2 separate regions of the Mus musculus genome follow, and region 2 is linked to region 1. Evidence: chromatin contacts called from public HiChIP or PLAC-seq data. All regions are on one chromosome and are shown on one strand. Each heading gives the region's core, a stretch centred on a gene start, on an enhancer-like site or on the middle of the called end of the contact. The rest is flanking DNA. Distances are from core to core; before and after follow the strand shown. Region 1 has its middle 7.9 kb from the start of Tmem250-ps. Region 2 overlaps Notch1 (notch 1).

Region 1 (5,182 bases), core at 2,152-4,651:
AGGGGCATGTGTGGGCTCCTAGCCAAGAGTGCTTGGATTCCTTCTGCAGGAGAAAACTGGGTGAGTATTTTGGTTTCTTGTCATTGCTGCAGAGCCTGTGACTCCCTCTGCTCGGGAATTAGGGCAGGACGGTTTTGGTTTCTGAATGCCTCCCCTCCATTTAAATTGGATGCTCTAATCTCCTTCCTCTTTTGTCCTAAATTTCCCTTAGTGCAGCTGCTTCACAGCTGTTGCCTCCTGCTCTGGAGAAGGCTGAGGGTCGAACTGGTTGCAGGGCTCATCTCCCAGGAGGGCCAACAGAGCCCCAGATATATCCTACCCAGTGGGTAAGGCAAAGGGGGTTACTTGTTCCCTTTGCTGGCCATAGTAGGTAAGAGCTGGGCATATTGTTTACAGAAAGAAGTCCAGGCTAGGCCAGCAGCTAGGCTGACACAGTCATTTAGTAAGTGAGCACTGATGGCCTGCCATGTGCCAGGCCTGGGGACATGAGAGAAAACAATTCATTCATTTGCTTGTTCATTCATTTAACAATTGGCCACTGAGTTCAAGGCCAGTGCTCAGAGATTAGTTCTGACTCCTCAAGACTCTGGCCCACAGGATGCAGCCCTAAGAGGAAGGCTCAGGAAGTCTGTGCTATGCCATTCCTCTGGTCTTCCCAGCCGAGCCTGGTATCCCGAGAACTGTCAAGGGAAAGTGGGGGCAGCAGGGTGGATCTGAGATCTTATCCAGGCCGCCACAGAATGGGGCTGCAGGGATCTGGGAGAGTCTTCTGCCCACTGAGGGTGCTCCTAACAGTTTCCCTTCGCCATGGAAGGCTGCAGCCTGAAGCCTTGGTCCTGCCTCATGCTTCCTCCCTTTATTCCACTGGCCCTGGAGGAGATGGCATCTAAGTGTGCTATGGCATGAGAACACCACCTGTCTGCCATCTTGTCTCCGGCAGGACTGTGGGAGCAGGGCAGAGAAAGCCATCTGGGCTTCTTCTAGCCATGAAAACATCTAGAAGAACCTGCATACTCACCGTTCACACTGACACACCTCTGCACTAACAAACACTCAACAGGTACACGCCTGGCTGCTGGCAGGGATGGGAGGGGGCTAGAAGCGTCAGCCTAGGCTGCAGCTGCTGTGGCTGGTGCTACCAGAAAGGGTGGTGTCCAGGGTGCCCTGTGTATTACAGAGCCAGGAAAACAGACAGGGTTATCACAGCACAATTCAAAAAACACACAAATAATTCATCTTGCTGTGATGTCATAGTGCTGTAAATAATGAATTTTCACTAATGCCGGACTTCCTCACCCTACAGGCAGGCAGTGTGGGCAGAGCAAAGCCTGCAACAGCAGGGACTGCAAAAAACAAACATGGAACTTCCATACTAGTCTTGTTTAAATAACAACTGTGTTTCCTACAGAGGCAAAAAGGGAGGCCAAACTGGCTGTGCCCACTAGATGGACCTGGAAACCCATGTGCCTACTGGCTGTCAGTTGCCTGGCCGTGGGTATAAAGTTCCAGGTCCAAACAGGCAGCCTGAAATCCCTGGGGCTGTCTGAAAGACTAGCTCAGGCTGCCCAGGACATCAGGCTGTACCCTGCTCAGGAGCTCTGATGCCTCTCTTTTCTTCCTGGGGTGATCCTTGGCTGCCAACCCAAGTGTATGAGTATACCACTCACCACAGCACCCACTCCAAAGCCCGAGTGAGGGTCACCCAGGCTGAGGGTGACCACGGGGCAGGATGCTATTGGCTTGTCCAGAGGGTCAAGGGGCCTTAGTAGTGGCAGGGTGCACAGCCAGCCACACTCCTGATGGCAGTCCCTCCATATAGCACCAGCTACCTGGCAGGTCCCATCTCTTGGTGCCACCACAAGTGCCACTACCAAAAGCCTGGACTTGATTGATCTCTGTATGAATATTCATGCAGCATCCAGCAGGCTGTCATTAATATTCCAAGAATGAGAAAAGAATACCTGTCCTCATTTAATGAGTTAGGAGGGAGGTCAACCTGCAGCTCATGACTACTGCATCTACCTATGACTTCCAAGTTTGACAAGATGTCCACCCTACCCTCACTCCCACCCCCATCCCACCCTATGACTGATGACCCCTCAAAGTTCCCACCTACCTTACTGGCCATTGCCCTCCTGAGCAATCCGGCTCTCTCCTTCAGCTTCTGGCCAGCCTCACCCCACCCTTTTTTTCTAGCTTCCTCTGTAGCTCCAGCCCAAAGCCATGGCTCTCTCCCACCCTGCTCAAAACGCTTACCTACACCCATGGTCCCATTGTAACAAAATACCAATGGCTGTGCACCGACTCAGCAAGTTTGTTTTTAGGCCCCATGTTCTCAAGTAGGTGACACAGCTTTGTCCCTAGACCTGGTCAGTGGTTCCCACAGGCTCCCCTGTCCTGCCCAGGGTCCACAGTTAGAGACAACACCAGCCTGGAGTAACATCAGAAATAAGCTAGACTTCCAGGGAAGAGGGTAACTGCTTCATTCCCTGCTGTTCCTGTTGATAGAGGAGCCCCCCCCCCCCCCAGGCCCGGTGCTCTAGAGGTCTTGGGCTGGCTCAGGGCCAGCAGTTTAGCTATAACCCCTGTCCTGGGAGATTGTCACAATTGGCCCCACCAGAGATAGATGAGAACTCTGTCCCAGACTTCGGCTTCTGGGAGACTGGTCGTATCTGGGGGAGTAGCTGCTGTTTCTTTGGGATGAAATTTCCTAGGGCTGACAGTACCAGAGTCCTCAAAGCACAGCTCAGCGGCGCTGCACCCTGTGCCTCCCCCTGGGTCTATGGCACACTCCTATGGCTGCTCATCTGCCCGAGACTAGAAAAGCAGTGAGGGGGTGCGGTGGGGATAGGGGTGGGGTAGCTGGCCTGGCTGGGAAGGGTCACCTGGCAGCCTGTGCCCTTCAGTCTGCCACCCCACCCCCAGGCTCAGTGAGGGCCACACAACTCTGCCTGAGGCCCCATGTGACACAGCTGCCCAACAGGCCTGGGCAAGCAGCCTGGTGAGGTGGGGGAGGGGCGCTGGGCCCCAGATCGCTGAATCAGCTCGCTCTCGGCAAGGCTGCTGCTGGGGGGCAGCTCCCTCTTTTGGAAATTGTTGAGGAGGCAAGTCAGAATGCCGGGATTTCCGGAAAATCTCCCCTGCTTGCTTCAGCCTGGGACTGCGGCTTCCTGGGAGCTAGTGTCTCTAGAGGAAGGAAGGTTTCCTAGGAGGGCCGGGCAGAAGGGGACCGTTCTTTCTAAACCAGTCCAAAAACCGAGAAGAGAAAGGCACCCTCCTGCTGTGGATCTAGCACGTTTTTTTGTCCCCAGAAAACGCTGAATCAGCATGTGCAGGCGCCGCCGGCTCCCTCCCTTCCCCCTCACACGCTGGCAAGGACTGAGCCTTCCCAAGGTCAGGGGACATCAATAACCGCAGCTGAGTCTGTGGCGGCGCAGGTCTGTGCTCTGGGGTTGCCCCTACCATCTTTGGGAGTAGGGACCATCTGGCTCTCTTCCTCACACTACACTGGGAAGGTCACAGGTTCTGTGTTTGTTTGGGTCTCCATCAGGGACTGCAGAAGCTGCTACTTGGTACAGGGGCAACAAACGGGTGTTCAGAGCCACTACTTCAACCCAAGCCTGGGGCCCTGCAGCACCTCCCTTCTCATCTCTAGAAAACCCTAGCCACTAACCACTGCACCGGCACCCTTCTTATCACCAAAAAAAAAAAAAATAATAAATTATATATATATATTCTCCCCAGGGTTGTAGATAACAGTGTCCCTATCCCTACACCTCACAGGGCATCTCTCCATCTGTGCTTCCCATACCTGGCTGAACTTGCCTTCTCCAGTCCCCTCACCTCCACTCCTTCCTTCTTGGCCCTAGCTCCCAGCCATTTTGCCTAAGGACTAGTCCCAGGTCTTCATGGCACAGTCCCCACTCCTTAGATGCCCCTTTCTTGTGGTGGTGGTGGTGGTGAAGTGTAGACCCCTCCCCCAGGAAGACCCAGAACCCAGCTCCTGTCTCTCAAATTAACATCTAGCCCCCCCCTCCCCCCTGTGCTCTTACTGGGTCCCCTGAGCCAGCTCTAGCTGGGCAGCTCTGCAAACCTCAGAAAAGTCCTAGCAGCTGGATTCCTGTCCCTCCCTCCTCCCTCCCATCCACTGGGTAGTAGGCAGCCCCTTGCCTACCCTTTTTCACAAAGTCAGTTCACAAGGCTAGCCTAAAAGCTGTCCCTGTCCCTTTTTCTACCTCATGGGCTTCAAGGGCCTGGGGTACAGCAGCTGACCAAATGAGTGGCTTTATGACTGTTGACCGGTTTCATAACCAGCCATTGAGGACTTGTGTCTGCAGGTCCATTCTGTATATGCCCAGGTCTTCATTACCTCCCCTGCCCTTGACTTCCCCTGCCCTGCCCTGCAGCAGGCAGCTCATTCCCATTTTTATACTTTTATGTGCTGCCTTAATAAACAAACAAATCTGCTTGAAACAAGCATTTTAGCAGAATACCCCAGCCTGGGGAGTAGTTCTAAAGTGTCTCTACCCTGCAGAGACACAGTTCCTACTGGTGTTTCTTGAGCTATGCCAATGGATGGCTTCAAAATGCTGCTTTTTCCAGGACCTAAATCACTGCCTGGCTTACATGTGTGTCACCGAGGGCAATCACCAGCCTTCCTTAGACAGGCGGCAGCCCTAGGTACAACTCAAAATGTCACCTAGAGCCACAAGGCCAACATACTCAAAAACAGTGCTAATGTCCAGGTAATGTGACCCATAAACCCAGTCCTGCTGGTCAGAGAGGCCAGGAGTTGCTTCATAACCTCCAAGTCCCAGAAGGGCTCTTGGCTATCAGGAGGAGCTGGTTCAACCAGGGTCTTCCAAGGCCTTGTGACACCACTAGGGAGCCATAGAACAGGTCAGTATCCTTAGTGCACAGCTCCTGGCCCTCAGCTACCTTGGATGTGAGCAGCTTGCTCTCCACAGCCATGTTCTTTGTACTCAGTGGCCTCTGAGTCTGGAGGCCCCACAGGATAGTTAGGGTGGCATCTACTCAAACAAGGGGTTAGATCTTGATTTCTTGTTCTTCCCAGGCAAGGGACAATGAGAAACACTTCAGGTCTTTGAAGTCAATTGCCTATTGCATGTTCAGCTCTGGGTTTTATCCCCAGTACTGTAAAATGAACCAAGCAACCAACCCA
Region 2 (5,045 bases), core at 116-2,615, 350 kb after region 1:
AGCCGGTTACTAATTAACACCATCTCTGGGGATGCCTTTGAACCCCTCCTGCCCTTGGAGAACCCACCTGTCTGCCTCCTCCTCAAAGATGCCCCTCCACCCCACCATCTTGCACCACAGCAAGAAGCTGGAGGCTTGGAAAAGGCTTATCTGGGTGAGGGAGGAACCAACTTGGAGCCTAGTGCCCGCCCAGGGGTCAGCAAGACCAAATAGCTTGTCTCCCTGCCTGTGCAGAGATTTATTCTAGCACAGGGCACGCTTCCAAGAAGAAGCGAGCCTGGAGGGGCCCTGAGCAGGTGTAGAAGGATTTCACTGGGGGCGAGGAGAAGGGATCATAGGTCCTATGTGGAGCCTGGCCAAAGCCTTCTCTGCCTATACAGCCTCCTCCAGGGAAACCGGGCTTGTGAGAGAGTGAGAGGATGGATATACAGGAGCCAGAGTCGCTTTAATTCCCAGTCAGCTCTCAGGCTTAAGTTCTGTTCCCATCTTAGTTCTTTATGTCCACCCTAGTTCATACATTCTTCAGGAAACCTGGTAAATAGCTACCTGGGAGCCCAAATGGTGGGTATAACTGTGCCCAGACCGGACTCCCTTCAACAGCAATTTGGGTGGACAATTTTCACTTCTCCCTACTCTGAAACAGCATGTCTCCACACAGCACAGGGTAGTGTGTGTTCCGTCTTCAGGGATGACCCACCGGCTAAGGTAAAGGGACCCCACCCAGTCCTTGCTTCCCTCCTGCCCATCTTCCAGCACTCTGAGTTGACCCACCCCACCCTGCCTAAGGTGGATTGGTGGCAGCTCCATTCACAAGCTCCTTGAACAAGGCTTTCTCTCAGTCTGCATGACAGACCCAGTCTAGCCTCTCAACACAGGTTCTAACAGCTGAGGTCTTAGGTGGCCACCAAGACAGAGCTGAACTCAGCTCTGGGGCCCTCCTGAGCGTGAGGATCCTGTCCCAGCCCCCCCAGGGAGGCTGGGAAGCGTGTAGGCAGCTGTCGGCTACCTCCGAGCTTGCCCAATGACTTTCAGGAAATGTATAAGCCAGTGTCTGCACGCAGTCTTGAGGCTGGCTCTGCAAGCTTGGGGCAGAAGGGAACTTCCCTTTTTCAGTGTGTAGGGTGGCCCCGGGGTTGCAAGGGGAGTGGTCCGAGGTCACCCCCAGCAACCAAATCTATTCCTATTTCCTGAGCCCACTCCTCCTTCCTCTCAACGGCCTGGTATGTTGACCAACCCCACCCTTGCCAAAAGTGGGTTGGCGGCAGCTCCAAGCTGCCTTAGATCACCGAGTTACCATCGCTAGAGCAGCAACAGAAAGGACTAGGGCTGTGCCTGCAGGCCCCACCCCTGCAGAGACATTGAGCACAGTGGGAAGAACACTGCAGAGGAAGTAATGAAAAACGTGAGGCCCCTAAGGCCCTCAAGACCCTGTTATTCAATTACCATCCCCAGAGAAAGGGGAAACCCCAGGGACTGCCCATGACAGGGTGCTCCCGTAACATACAGAGAGTCACATGTGGATTCCAAACAGTTCATGAGCATCTGTAAAGGCAGGCTGGCTCCCTGCCCTAAGAGGCTCAGGGTATTGACATGGTGGGTATTAGTTGGCTATGGGTCAGGGGAGGCCCAGCATGAAGAAAATACCAAGGGAAGGCACTCTTATCAGCAGAAAGAAGGCTTGGAGGTTATGCACCAAACTAACTGGATCTCAGTAGATGGCCCAGACAGAAATAGACGTGTGTGGTGTCACTGAGAGTGTCCCCTCACTTCTGGTATCCCTATCCTGACCTGCTCTTATACCACACCTAAGGCTCCATGGCTGCTGCCCTTCTCTAAACTTCTTTTTGGGCTCCCTTCAAAGGGTATTAACTCTTTCTGCATCCCTCGGGCTTGACAGTGGAACACGCATGGACATGGACAACCAGGCTAGATGCCAGCATACTGAGATGGAACCTACCTGGCAAGCAGGCACACTCGTGGGTGGTGTCCCCTGTAGGACGGCAGGTGCCTCCATTCTGGCAGGGTGAGGGGCTGCAGGGCACATAGGGCAGTTCACAGTGGGGACCAGTATGGGTGGCACGGCAGGCACAGCGATAGGAGCCGATCTCATTGTGGCAGGTGCCTCCATGGCGGCACAGCCCAGGGTTCTGGCTGCACTCATTAACATCTTGCCTGCAGGTGGGGCCATGGAAGCCAGGCGGGCAGCGACAGATGTATGAAGACTCAAAGGGCAGGCACTGGCCACCATTGGCACAGGGGTTGGAGGCACAGGGGTCAGCCTGCTGACATGATTTTCCTGGGAGGCAGAGAAGAGGGTCAGCTGTTGCCAGGGCCTCCCTGTGAACCCAGGGCAGATTTGGACATCATGTAGGTACCAACCAGGGATAGATCTAAAGTGTTATCTTCATGATGCTCAGTATCTGTTGCAGAATGTGGCCATCTTTCTGCATACAGAGGACTGTAAGTCATAAGAGACTAAGTGACTGCTCAAGGACAGAAAGTAGGAATGGCAGTCTAAAATTTGTACCTAGCTGTCTCCTGGACCCCACATAGAGAAGCAATGGAAACCTGAGGCACCCTGACAAGGAGATGGTAAGACCCGGGCTACATGAGGACTCATTCTTTACGCACAGAAACAGTGAGAGGTTGGGGTCCTGGAACAGGGCAGCCAAAAATCAGATAGTTTGGGGTTGAAAAGGACCAGAGTTCCCAAGGAATCCCCAAGATTTTTCTGGATAGTAGATCCCAGCTTAACTCTGATCCAGGAGAGGATAAAGTTTAGTGTACCAGAGTATGTCAAGTCAACAAAGATAGGGTCCTTGGGCCCAGGCCTAAGGGTCCCAACCGTGAAGTTCACAACCTCCTATAGCCCTTACCTGACCACCCTGGTGGGCAGCGGCACTTGTACTCTGTGAGAGTGAGCAGGTCACAGGTGCCCCCATTGCGGCAGGGGTTGGCCAGGCAGGCGTTGTCCAGAGGTGTCAGGCAGAGGGGCCCAGAGAAACCCAGGGGACAGCTGCAGGCATAATCCACAGTGCCACCATGGTCCACAACGTGGCACGTTCCAGCATTCTTACACGGTGTGCTGAGGCAAGGATTGGAGTCCTGGCATCGTTGGCCCACAAAGGCTCCGCTGCAGCTGTTGACAGACATGTAGGGCAGTCAGCTCCCCGCCCTCATCTCTCATGGCCACAGGCTACCCGACCTTGGGCAGTGGGTGCAACTGGAATCAGGCTCTAGAATGGAGGTGCAGTGGCTGCTTGCTGGGCAGAGGTTTCTGGGATGACGTAAGCTCTGGAGCATGCCATGGAGGCGCTCACTTTAAAGGGGTTACTTTCACATACTAAGTGAACCTCACCTCAATAAAAAAGAAATAATAATGACTGTTAATTGGGGCCAGGCTAGAGACAAGACCAGCCTGAATTTCAAACCAGGCAGATTTCAAATCTGGGTCTACACTCGAAGTGAGCCTACAGGCGCAGCAGAGCCCCCTCCCCCCAGCCCTGTGGGGGGATGTCGACATAGACTCTGTGAAACTCTCATTTAGGAGGCTGGTCTGCTTTTCTCTCCCAGCTTCTGTCATGAATATGCATCATCTGGGTAATAAAAGAGTTCACGGTTCCTTCCACTTTCAAACATCAATAGCACAGTGGACGCGGGAAGCAGAGCAGACTGGAGACTGTGTGTGCTTTCTCTCTCTTCAGTTCCTGCCCTGTAGCAAGGGGACTATGCCAGGATGCTGGCTGCTGCCCACTCTCTACAACTCCGCTCTCAGACACAGGTTCTTCATATCATACCCCCAAACCAAAATGGCACCCCCTCAGGGACAAATAAAACCTCCAGACACAAGTTCTCTGTACCCCGCACTCTGTACCACGCACTCTGTATCAGTAGCATCAGCACCGTCCTCTGAGGACATGATTCATTGAAGGACAGAGGCTGAAAGCCTGACCCACCTCCAGACAGGTGAGGGGGTTTGCTGTCTCCAGGCTTAGATTTGCTGGTTCCCTACGGGGACAAGCTCAAGGTGTGCCACTGCCCCAGTCTCAGTAGCCTCCTCAGCCACCTGTCTGCCTAGCTCCCAGAGCTTGGGCCATAAACCCCTGACCCCACTCTTGCCCCACCTCTTGGCCCCACACTCCCACAGAAGGCTCTGGGAGCCGCCAAGCCAAGCTCTTCCCAGAGGCAAAGGCTCTGAGGCAGAACGTGCTAGCTGACAGGACAGCCCCCATGGCAGGGTCACAGCCAGGTGCTGGCTACACACAGCCCATCCTGATTTCCAGAGCCTGCTCACTGGCATGCAGACTGCCCCTTGACACACACACACACATACACACACACACACCCCGCCATGCACCCCAAGCTTTGGCTGTAACTTGCCTCAATCCCTACCTCCAGCCAACCAGTTAGTCCCCACTTGCTTCTAAACAACTATTTATAATCAACCCCACCCCCCACCCCGTGTGAGAGTGGCCCCAGGAGAGGCCTCCCCACTAAGAGCTGCTGGAGGCAGCATGGGGTCTGGGGTCAGGTATCTCAGTAGAAGTACTGGGAGACATCTGTCCTCTCTGAAGCCTTTCATCTGTGTCTACCGCTTGGGTATGGAAGACACAAAATGGCCACTCTGGTGACCATCTGTTGCCAGAAGCCAAAAGTCTCAAACCAACTGGCTTAAAGAAAACAAATCACACCCCCACTCCCCAGGGAGTTAACGCAAGCCTTTGCAATGGTTCCTGTCCAGCATGGGAAGTGTGTTTGGTGTGGGGGGTGGGGTGGGGATGGGGGACATCTGGCTCCTCCTGCATGGGGGGGTAGCCTTGGAAGGCACCTCCCCACCAGTGTGGCCAGCCACTGAGATCCACACCTGCTTCTCTGGGGGCACCTAGGCTCTGGTAGAATCTACCTTGGGGAGGCTGGGAGGCAGTCTTTGCCTTTCTACTCATGGATCCAGTTACTAGCCTGCTGGAGAGGCTGCTGGGAGCCTGGGATCTGCCCGCTGAGGCTGGCCCCTAGAAGCAGCCCTCCTCTCTGGATCAATGCCTCTT

The links. HiChIP or PLAC-seq counts read pairs in DNA pulled down with a chosen protein or histone mark.
Region 2: an HNF4G HiChIP or PLAC-seq map of pancreatic cancer cells shows a contact between it and region 1. The contact joins two enhancer-like sites. A contact is called at or near these places in 1 of 115 datasets of contacts at active chromatin or transcription factors (pancreatic cancer cells) and 1 of 9 other capture datasets (adipose tissue).

Annotation. Positions count from the first base shown.
Region 1 is chr2:26,130,045-26,135,226 of GRCm38.p6, forward strand. No RefSeq gene overlaps it. Among named protein-coding and RNA genes, the nearest start is that of Tmem250-ps, 7.9 kb to the right of the region's middle. RefSeq lists an enhancer at 2,239-3,679. Within about 2 kb of position 3,402, at least 286 of the 459 cell types and tissues checked have an H3K27ac peak or open chromatin away from gene starts, as enhancers often do. A contact at or near this core is called in adipose tissue and pancreatic cancer cells, where this site is marked.
Region 2 is chr2:26,482,311-26,487,355 of GRCm38.p6, forward strand. Notch1 (notch 1) reads right to left here. Exons shown (of 34, transcript NM_008714.3): 3 at 2,877-3,139; 4 at 1,958-2,296. Among named protein-coding and RNA genes, the nearest start is that of Mir6996, 15 kb to the left of the region's middle. Within about 2 kb of position 1,366, at least 162 of the 459 cell types and tissues checked have an H3K27ac peak or open chromatin away from gene starts, as enhancers often do. A contact at or near this core is called in adipose tissue and pancreatic cancer cells, where this site is marked.